Regions from separate parts of the Mus musculus genome. Here regions 1 and 3 are each linked to region 2. Evidence: chromatin contacts called from public Hi-C and Micro-C data. All regions are on one chromosome and are shown on one strand. The core of a region is the stretch at or near the end of the contact, and the rest is flanking DNA. Distances in the headings are between cores, read along the strand shown.

What was found. Hi-C and Micro-C count contacts between places; a contact is called where the count stands out from the background.
Region 1: a contact with region 2 is called in a Micro-C map of the G1E-ER4 cell line, with 1.9 times the contacts expected there. The contact joins the promoter of Nudt14 here to the enhancer-like site in region 2. A contact is called at or near these places in 1 of 39 promoter capture datasets (neutrophils) and 1 of 484 Hi-C or Micro-C datasets (the G1E-ER4 cell line).
Region 3: a contact with region 2 is called in a Hi-C map of stem cell-derived motor neurons, with 3 times the contacts expected there. The contact joins two enhancer-like sites. A contact is called at or near these places in 1 of 15 datasets of contacts at CTCF or cohesin (embryonic stem cells), 2 of 484 Hi-C or Micro-C datasets (Sertoli cells and stem cell-derived motor neurons), 2 of 115 datasets of contacts at active chromatin or transcription factors (embryonic basal ganglia and embryonic stem cells) and 1 of 9 other capture datasets (embryonic stem cells).

The regions. Positions count from the first base shown.
Region 1 is chr12:112,940,714-112,943,413 of GRCm38.p6, forward strand. It overlaps Nudt14 (nudix (nucleoside diphosphate linked moiety X)-type motif 14), which reads right to left and starts at 1,429. Exons shown (of 5, transcript NM_025399.4): 1 at 1,278-1,429. The coding sequence starts at 1,358.
Region 2 is chr12:112,550,827-112,553,526 of GRCm38.p6, forward strand. No RefSeq gene overlaps it. Among named protein-coding and RNA genes, the nearest start is that of Gm40584, 17 kb to the left of the region's middle. Within about 2 kb of position 1,380, at least 76 of the 459 cell types and tissues checked have an H3K27ac peak or open chromatin away from gene starts, as enhancers often do. A contact at or near this core is called in the G1E-ER4 cell line and stem cell-derived motor neurons, where this site is marked.
Region 3 is chr12:112,240,411-112,243,110 of GRCm38.p6, forward strand. All of the region lies in intron 1 of Gm36894 (a long non-coding RNA gene), which reads left to right. Among named protein-coding and RNA genes, the nearest start is that of Gm36894, 23 kb to the left of the region's middle. Within about 2 kb of position 1,426, at least 29 of the 459 cell types and tissues checked have an H3K27ac peak or open chromatin away from gene starts, as enhancers often do. A contact at or near this core is called in stem cell-derived motor neurons, where this site is marked.

The sequences.
Region 1 (2,700 bases), core at 179-2,678, 390 kb after region 2:
ACCATGGCAAACCCAGCCCAGCCCAGTATCCTTCAGTTCCCGAGGAAATGCTGCCTACCCTCCACCCCAACCCCCACCCCCCTCCCAGCTATGACTATGGCTATGGCGGGCCGCTGCCTGCTCAACTGAGCTCTGGTTACCAATGCCATCAGCGGAAATGTGCTGGTGGGATGCCAGCCAAAGCTGTAAAGCCACCCCACAGCACTTCCCAGGAAGTGAGGGCGAACGAACCAGCCTGGACCGTCCACAGCCCACCAGAACCCCAGGTCCTGGGTATGAAAGAGCCACATGGCTACCCCATGTCACCAGCCGAGGAAAGGGAAAAGAAGTGTGATCCCCCACACACACCCCGTGTCTCTACCCTTTGTTCCTCAACTGAACCCAGTTGCTCCCTCAAGCCTGTATTACCTCACTGCACTCTGGGAGAAGAATTCCCTAGCCTAGTGGGTAGGTGGAAAGGACCTCCACACAGCAGACACACCAGAGGCAAGGGAATTTGCAGGCTGGAGGCCACAACACTGGTGAGAGAAATGGAGTGGGAGAGCTGGGCAAACGCCAAGCCCTGGGCGGTCTGATCTAAGCTGAAACCCAGTCAGGGCTACATTGATCAGGTCAGGAAAATTGTGTATCAGACAGCATAGAGAATGGAAATGGGCAACGTGCCAGGGGCCTACTAGACAGGGCCATGCAGGGTAGAGGAGAAGGAAGACCATGGGGTAAGACGAAAGAGAAGAGGCAGCAAGTAGGTTCAACAAATGTTTTCTGTGTGCCTACTAGGTGCCCAACGGTGTCATGTGAGATAGCTATGTATGGCCCTGTTGTTCTGGGAGACAGACACCTGGGAGCTGCGAAAGACTGAGTTGAAGAGGTTTCTTCGTGACAGCAGACTTTCTGTTAAGGCTTGAAGGAGGAGCTAGAAAGAAGGCGCAAGGAGGGTATCTGCAATTGTGGGGTTCCCCAAGAGTTCTTCCTGCCCTGATCCAAGAGTTTTCCTGCCCTGATACCCAGAGTAATCAATGGGTCTAACTGCATAAAAGTATCGATGGGCGGTCAGAAATGGAGGGCCAGTCAAATCTTCCTCAGGAAAGAGCGATTCTCTTTGCATGTCCTTCCTTGGCCATTCCGGGTTGACCGACTGGCCGTCAGGACTGCAGGAGGGCGGAGCTCAAGCTCTGAGAATCCGCTCAGGGCGGAGTCGTGAGCTCGGGGGGCGGGGCCGGGGCCGCAACGCGGGGGGCGGGGGGAGAGCGCGGAGACACGCGAGTGGGGCGGATCACCTGGCGGTAGTGCAGCGTGAAAGGCCGCAGGTAGGGCGAATGGGCACAGAGGCCCACGGCCACCCCGTCGATGCGCTCCATGGTGGCGCAGAGCAGATTCTTCCGCGGATCGAAGCCGGCGGGCGCGTCTACGCACTTCTGGGCATGCCCAGTTCACACGCGGGGCGGGCCGGGGGGCGGGGCGGAGGGCGGGCCACAGAGTCCAGGTAGCACCTGCGGGAGTGCTGCGCGCGAGGGAGGCGCTTTCAGACAAGTCCCCAAGCCAGCATAAAGGGGAAGCGAACTGAGTAGGGTGGAGAGGGCTTCGTAGTATATGAAGCCTCCAACGGGTGGAAATCAGAGGGGATCACCGGGGTAGGTCAGCTGAGCGGGAGTCTGTTTGGCCGGGGTTAGCAACAAACTCACCCCCTTCCCAAGTCTGGGGAGCCAGGGCCCCCACTGAAGCGTACAGAAGGGGAGAATAGAAGACAAATCTGAAGAGAAAAGGCTGGTGAAGGAAGGCCCCGGGAAGAGCACTAGCCACACAGAGGCTGACCTGACCCTGTTTGAGAGAAAGTGCGACTTCCTGTCTCTGTTCTTCACAAAGGCCATGTTGCTGCACACATTTCACAACAGCTGTTCAGGGCCCCAGATCTGCTCCATCACTATGTCAATCCAGATGCATCCAAAGTTCCAGGCCACTCTAGATTCAAGGAGAGAGGACTTCACTATATGGGACACATGGTTCACAGAGAGCCATTCTTAAAGACTACACACACACACACACACACACACACACATACACACACACACACACACACATCCCTCTCCTAAAGTACTGAACTTTCCAGGCTTTGGCCTGGCCACCTAGTGTCCTGGAGGTCAGAGTGACTATCAACCAAGAGCTCCTCTAGTCCCCGAAACCAAAGCCCTCAGGTGTCTTCCTTTATTTCAGAGGCCTCCTGGCAGACTTTCTCCCTAGAGTGTGTGTAGACAATAGGGACCAGTCACAGAGTTCTCACTGCTATAACCAGTAGTTCAGGCAAAGGAAGATGTTAAAGGGCCCAGTGTCACTGGCCGGGGGCTACCTGTGCTCACTGGGCCTGCCTGAGAGGAAAACAGAAAGCCCCCACAACTCTACAGATCATTGTAGGGGGAAAGTCACATTTGAATGTTAGTATAAACTGAGGTGAGTAGAGTTTCTGGGATCCCTGGGCCACAGGAAAGGGCTACCTGTGTGCAGGAGCAAGAAATATGTCTGTCCAAGGGGCTTTGGCCAGGGCCCAGAGTGGTACTGTTAGATAGCTGATCATTGTCCCCATGGGAGCAATGCAGGAGCCTGGATGGAGAGGGGTTTGTCAAAAGTGGGTGGGGTGAGGTGGGAAGGCACCATGCTGCCAATGCCCAAGACTTAGAGAAACCATCTCTGTGTTCGGCAAGCCGT
Region 2 (2,700 bases), core at 130-2,629:
TGACTTTTCCCACATCATTTTATCAGGAAAAATTTCAAACACAGCGAAGTTGAAAGACTTGCACAGTGGATATGCCTACCCACCTTCTCTTATAAACACCAGTGACCTGGATCTGCCCCATCTGCCCTGCCCACAAGCAACCCGCCCCAGAGCCATCTTGCTTTGCAATACCTTTCAAGTCAAGTTGCAGAGGACATCTGCCACCCACCCCTCCATGCCTATCCCAGTAAGCAAACCACAGATGGTTCCATTCCATTCTGTCTTCTCTCCCCCTCCCTCCCTCTCCTTCCCCCTGCTCATTCCCTTCCCCCAGATTTTCAGACAGGATCTCTTCCTGTTACCCTAGGTGAACTGAAACTTCACTACATAGACCCTCAAACTCACACAAAAATCTCCCTGCCTCTTCCTCCAGAGTGCTGGGATTAAAACTTCCGATAAAAAAGACATCTGTATTAGTAAAACACACCCCTGGTCTGCCTGTGAGGGTGTTTGCAGAGAGAACCAGATGTTAGGGGAAATCTGTGGCTTGATCCATCGAGGGACTCAAATTGTTACTTGTCTGTTGGGAAGAGTTGGATTGTGGAAGGGTGGGGCATGGTCAGAAGAAAGGGGTTGCCATGAAGGCTTGCCCTTAAGGTCTCTCCTGACCCTGGCTCCTTCCTGTCTCTCTGCTTCCTGGGTGCCATGATGGGAGTGGCTTTCTCCCACGGCACCCTTCCTGCTTTGTGTTCTGCCTCTCCACAGAGAGGCATAAAAACAGTAGGGCTGGAGACCCCGAGTTGAAACCTCTGACGTTGAGATCAAGTCCGGTTAAACTGTTTCTCTTGAGTTCTTGTCACGAAAGGGGAGCACGTGGGCAGCACAGCAGCAAACTGGGGTCCCGCTTCGCTTTGCATCTCTACTCAGCTTTTGCCGCAGAATTTTGTACTAATTTGATAAACTTTATGCTTGAGATGTGTGCGTGCGTGTGCTATGGTTGGGAGAGACTCTGTCCCAATTATGAGCCCACTTTTGTGTTTAAATGGTGTGAACACTAAGCAACTTTGTTCTTACAAACAAGTCCACGGAGACAAAGGGAGCTTTGTCACAGCGATTCCCAAACACACAGAGCTCCATTATCAGAAAGAATGGAAGTGGTCAGCTGACAGGCAAGGCTGTGGGCCACTGAAGCCTCTGCTTCTGTCTGCAGAGGGCTTTGTTTTATCCCTCCCCGCTCCTCACCCCCCAGCCCCCGGTGCACTGTCAGAGGTTACACTGCAGGTGGGAATCCCGGTGCAAGAGTCAGAGGGGAAGATAGAAGAGGAAAATCTAGACAGCTCAAGTCAGCCTTAGGCCTTGAAAACCGCCACCTAGTGGTCGCCAACAAAGGAGAGTGATACCACATATCGCCACCAGAGAGCGCTGTGCCACCAAAAGCACAAGGGCAGCGAGGGCACCCCTCTTTCTTGTCTACCCAACCCAATCTGCTGGAGTGCCTACACCAGAATTCTCCTCCTGGTTAGTCTCATCTGCTCTACGCTGTAGCAAAACCGCTGGATCTGGGTACCGGGTGGCGTCAGGATACCAGGAAATTCTGCCCTGGTGATATTTTCCTTAGTCAGGCTGGAACCCAAGTCTGTAAAAAGGACCCAGGATGAGGGGGCGCTGAACCCAGGCTCCTCCTCCTGAACACGATGAGCCTGTGTCCCTGCTCCAAATGATGACCACTGTCTGAAAGGGAAGTGAGAAAGCCAGGGGTAGCTCAATAACAACGTAGTTACCAAGAATCCACAAAGCAACAGGTTCCATCCCTAGCAACAAGAAGAAAAAAAAAAGTGAGGGAGCTTCAGGGTCCACAGCCCTCCCCTAACACTGGTCACACCCAAAGCAAACCCGGTAGGAGCAAGGCCATGTAGGAGCTGTGTGCCCAGCTGCTGTGGGTGAGGCTGGGCCTTGCAGGTGTTGTGAGCTCAGTAGACAGTAGATGCTGGTACTGGGGGCCTTGAGCAGAACAGGCTCCTTTCCCTGACGTTCAGAGAGACTGGAGCTTCAGGCAGGGCCCAGGTCACCTCCCCGGGCTTCAATCTGCCCATCTGCTGGGCGGGACTGTTGGTGGCTGACTCAGAAAAGTGAGCTGTCTGAGTGGCTAGGAATCCTCAAGGTGCCTGCATAGATCTGGTGCTCCAAATACAGGACACTCCTTCCTGTTCCCCAAGTTCAGGACATCATCCAGGAGGCTCTGGGTTCCATTTGTTGTAGCATCGATAAGGTCACTCCTTGATGGCTACCGTCTGACCAGGCTGAGTCCTCAGCCCAGCTTGCAGCTCTCGGCTGTGTCAGCTCCAGCTGTGGGAAGGAGGGCCCCACTCAGAGAATGGTCAATCTTGCCCTGAGAACTTGGCTGGAACTAACCAGACCTCCCTCCAGCCACTGGTTAAGCTTCTGGCTGCTCGTTAAGCTCTCTGCTCCTTCCTCCCTGGCCTAGGTAGAAACCAGCAAGGAAGTGACCTCAGTGGGTGTTTTCCTCAGAGGTACTCACTGTGAAGTCCCAATATGGACATGGGAACCAGGGGCTTTGTGACTTGAGGGGTAGAGGGTCTCTGAGTACCATCGGGGATTGAAGAGACTAATATGAGTCAGGACCAGGGATGTCCCGACCTGATTTGGGTGACCAGGCATAGCTCAGGAGAAAGGACCCTATACTTGGGTATAAAGAGTACT
Region 3 (2,700 bases), core at 176-2,675, 310 kb before region 2:
AGCAGGTGGGAGAATCCAAGGAACCGAATTCATGACTAAACAGCTCTCCTGTCACCAGCAAAGGGGCAGACCAGACGGGGACCTTGTTTCCCAACAGCAAGTTAAATAGACATGAATAGACATGTTTTGCTAAAGCTACTTTCTCTCCTAAGCAAGGACAAATCACCCATGTGCTCAGCTTAGTCCTAGGGGTTTGTGTTCATAGGAGCTCCCCCTGGAGGGGCAAGAGACTGGAGGTGAGGCTTACTGGAGAGTTGGAGGCCAGCCTAGGCCAGCCTAATGCTCTGCTAACCATGGGGCCTGCTCCTCGGGGCTCCCACCCTAAGTGGGCAGCTTTAGGGGAGGGATGGAGAGCTGGAGGCCCCTGAAGTGAGACAAGCTCTTTGTCATACCTGTCTGGCATCTCATAGGACCCCAATGGAAGAACCGCTATCTGAACGTTCAAAGGATAAACTGAGGCTCAGAGATGGGAAGGGATCTCCCAGACCTGATGACCAGCAGGGCAGAGGTGGAGTTGGGTGTGGCTCACTTGACTTTCCATGGAGGAGACTGTGGTTATGGGTTTAGTGGGTAGAGCCTCCCAGCGGGATGGAAGGACCAGGAGAACAGGGTCTGTGGTAGCAGAAGGAGGTTAGACATGGTCAGAGCCTGTGGGGAGGCCAGGACCGTTAGAGTCTGCAGGCAGGCGGTGACCAAGGTTGATATTGGAGTAATCACTCTCTCCCTAAACCCTCCATAATTGGCATGGCGGTCTCCTGGGTCCTGTGTGGTCCCACAGTGGTGTAGGGTAGCCTTTAAGGGAGGATGGCTGAGGGTTCTGGAGGTAACTGTGTGGAAGAGGAGAGATTGTGGGGTCAGGCTGGAATTCTGTATGAGGGGGATGCGAGTGCTGTGGGGGAGGGGAGGGGGTGTGGACAGAGGGCTCCCTCTGGGGTCCTGAGGACTGGTCTAACCTTGGTCAGCCGGTGCACTCACCACCCACACACTTACAGTGCTCCCCAAGGCCTCTGGGCTAATCCTCTGATGGACTCAAGAGCCTGTGGTCCAGAGTACTCCAGACTTCATCGTCTGACCTGGGACCTGGCCAGAGAGAGGCTATCAGCAGTGTGACTGGACTGTCTGGGCGGGCCATGTCTCTCCAAGTCACTCTCAGAATTGACCTGGTATCCAGGCTCCTTAGTTAACCCTTTGTTCACTGCATTCCCAGCTGCCGCCCCCTCCCCTTACCCCCCTTGTGTCCCCTTGTGCCCCCCCCCCGCAGCCACCCCCTCCTTTCTTCTCAGTCTTTCTCCAATTAATGCTCCCCCCAACCCCAACACCTTAGAGTGGGCTCAATTATCGCCCTCACAGCAGGCCTGTCTCCCAGGCTGGTCCTGACCTCAATTTGCAGACAGCCCTTTGTCTGGCCTGTTGGCTGCCCCTAAGAAGCTGAGCCCAGTCAGGGAAGGGAGGGTGCCAGCGTGCCTCTGATTAGCTCTGGGTTGACTATAATGGTTCTGCTTGATGATGCAAATAGTGGGTACCCTGAAGACATAATTCCAGCTCTGGAAAAAAGTGTCCAAGCCAGAAGGTCCTTTGGGAGCCAGTCCTAGGCTCTGTGACTGCCCAGGGCTTTTTCTGCAGTTCCAGGAGTAGTGGTGTAGATGCTGCCCCTGCTGGACCGTGCTCAGATGCTCTGTCAGTGGCTGGCTCATACAGCTATTGTTCCTGGCTGGGCTGGGCTGGCCACCAGCTCCACCTGCCATTCCACAGCAACAGAGAGGCAGGTGGGTGGGAGCACAGTACATCTGATGTGGGACTGGTAAGGCTTAAGTCTCCCATACAAAACAAATCCCCAGCTCTGTGGCTCCTCCCACCTTGGGTTCAGGAGGGGCTTGGTGCAAACCTGCTTAAGGTGGTGTTCAGAGTCACCCACCTGCACACACCCCAGCTCTGCCCCTACCAGTGGTTGTAAATTGGGAAAAGATGTCTTCTGCAGAGAGTGTAGCCCAACGGGAGTGCTTGCCTTGCATGCAACAGACTCTGGCTCGCACTGCAGCACTGTAGTGAGAGAGAATATCTCTGAGCCCAGTGTTTCTGTCCTGAAAATGTCTCGGGTGAGCCGTTGGACAGAATGTCTTCAGAACCCCAGGCTATGTCTCCTGGGCCACTTCTCAGCCACCAGCCCCAGCTGCCTCTGCAGGTTTTTGCCAATTCAGGCCAGCTCCTCAGCTGTGGGCTCTCCTGCTCCACCCCAGAGGCCCCTTCACATTTGACACTGTGACCTCTGGATGCAGCAGGTGACCTGGCCTCTGGGGTCCCAAGCTCTTGGCATTCAATGTGACATTGGAGTGGAAGGCCCCCCTCACAGGACACAGACAGTGCTGAAGAGCAGCTACTCCAGCCCTGCTGTGTCCTAGAGTCTGGGCTGTCACCTGGGATGCAGGGCCCCCTCGGGCCAGTGTTTTAAGGGAGGCTGAGATCTGACAGCCTTGTAGAAAGCTGCCTGAGAGTTCCTTGTGTTTTTTGTTTGTTTGTTTGTTTTTTTGTTTTTTGTTTTTCCCCCGAGACAGGGTTTCTCTGTGTAGCCCTGGCTGTCCTGGAACTCACTTTGTAGACCAGGCTGGCCTTGAACTCAGAAATCCGCCTGCCTCTGCCTCCCTGCTACTGGGATTAAAGGCGTGCGCCACCACGCTGGGTGCTAGGTCACCATGGGAAAAA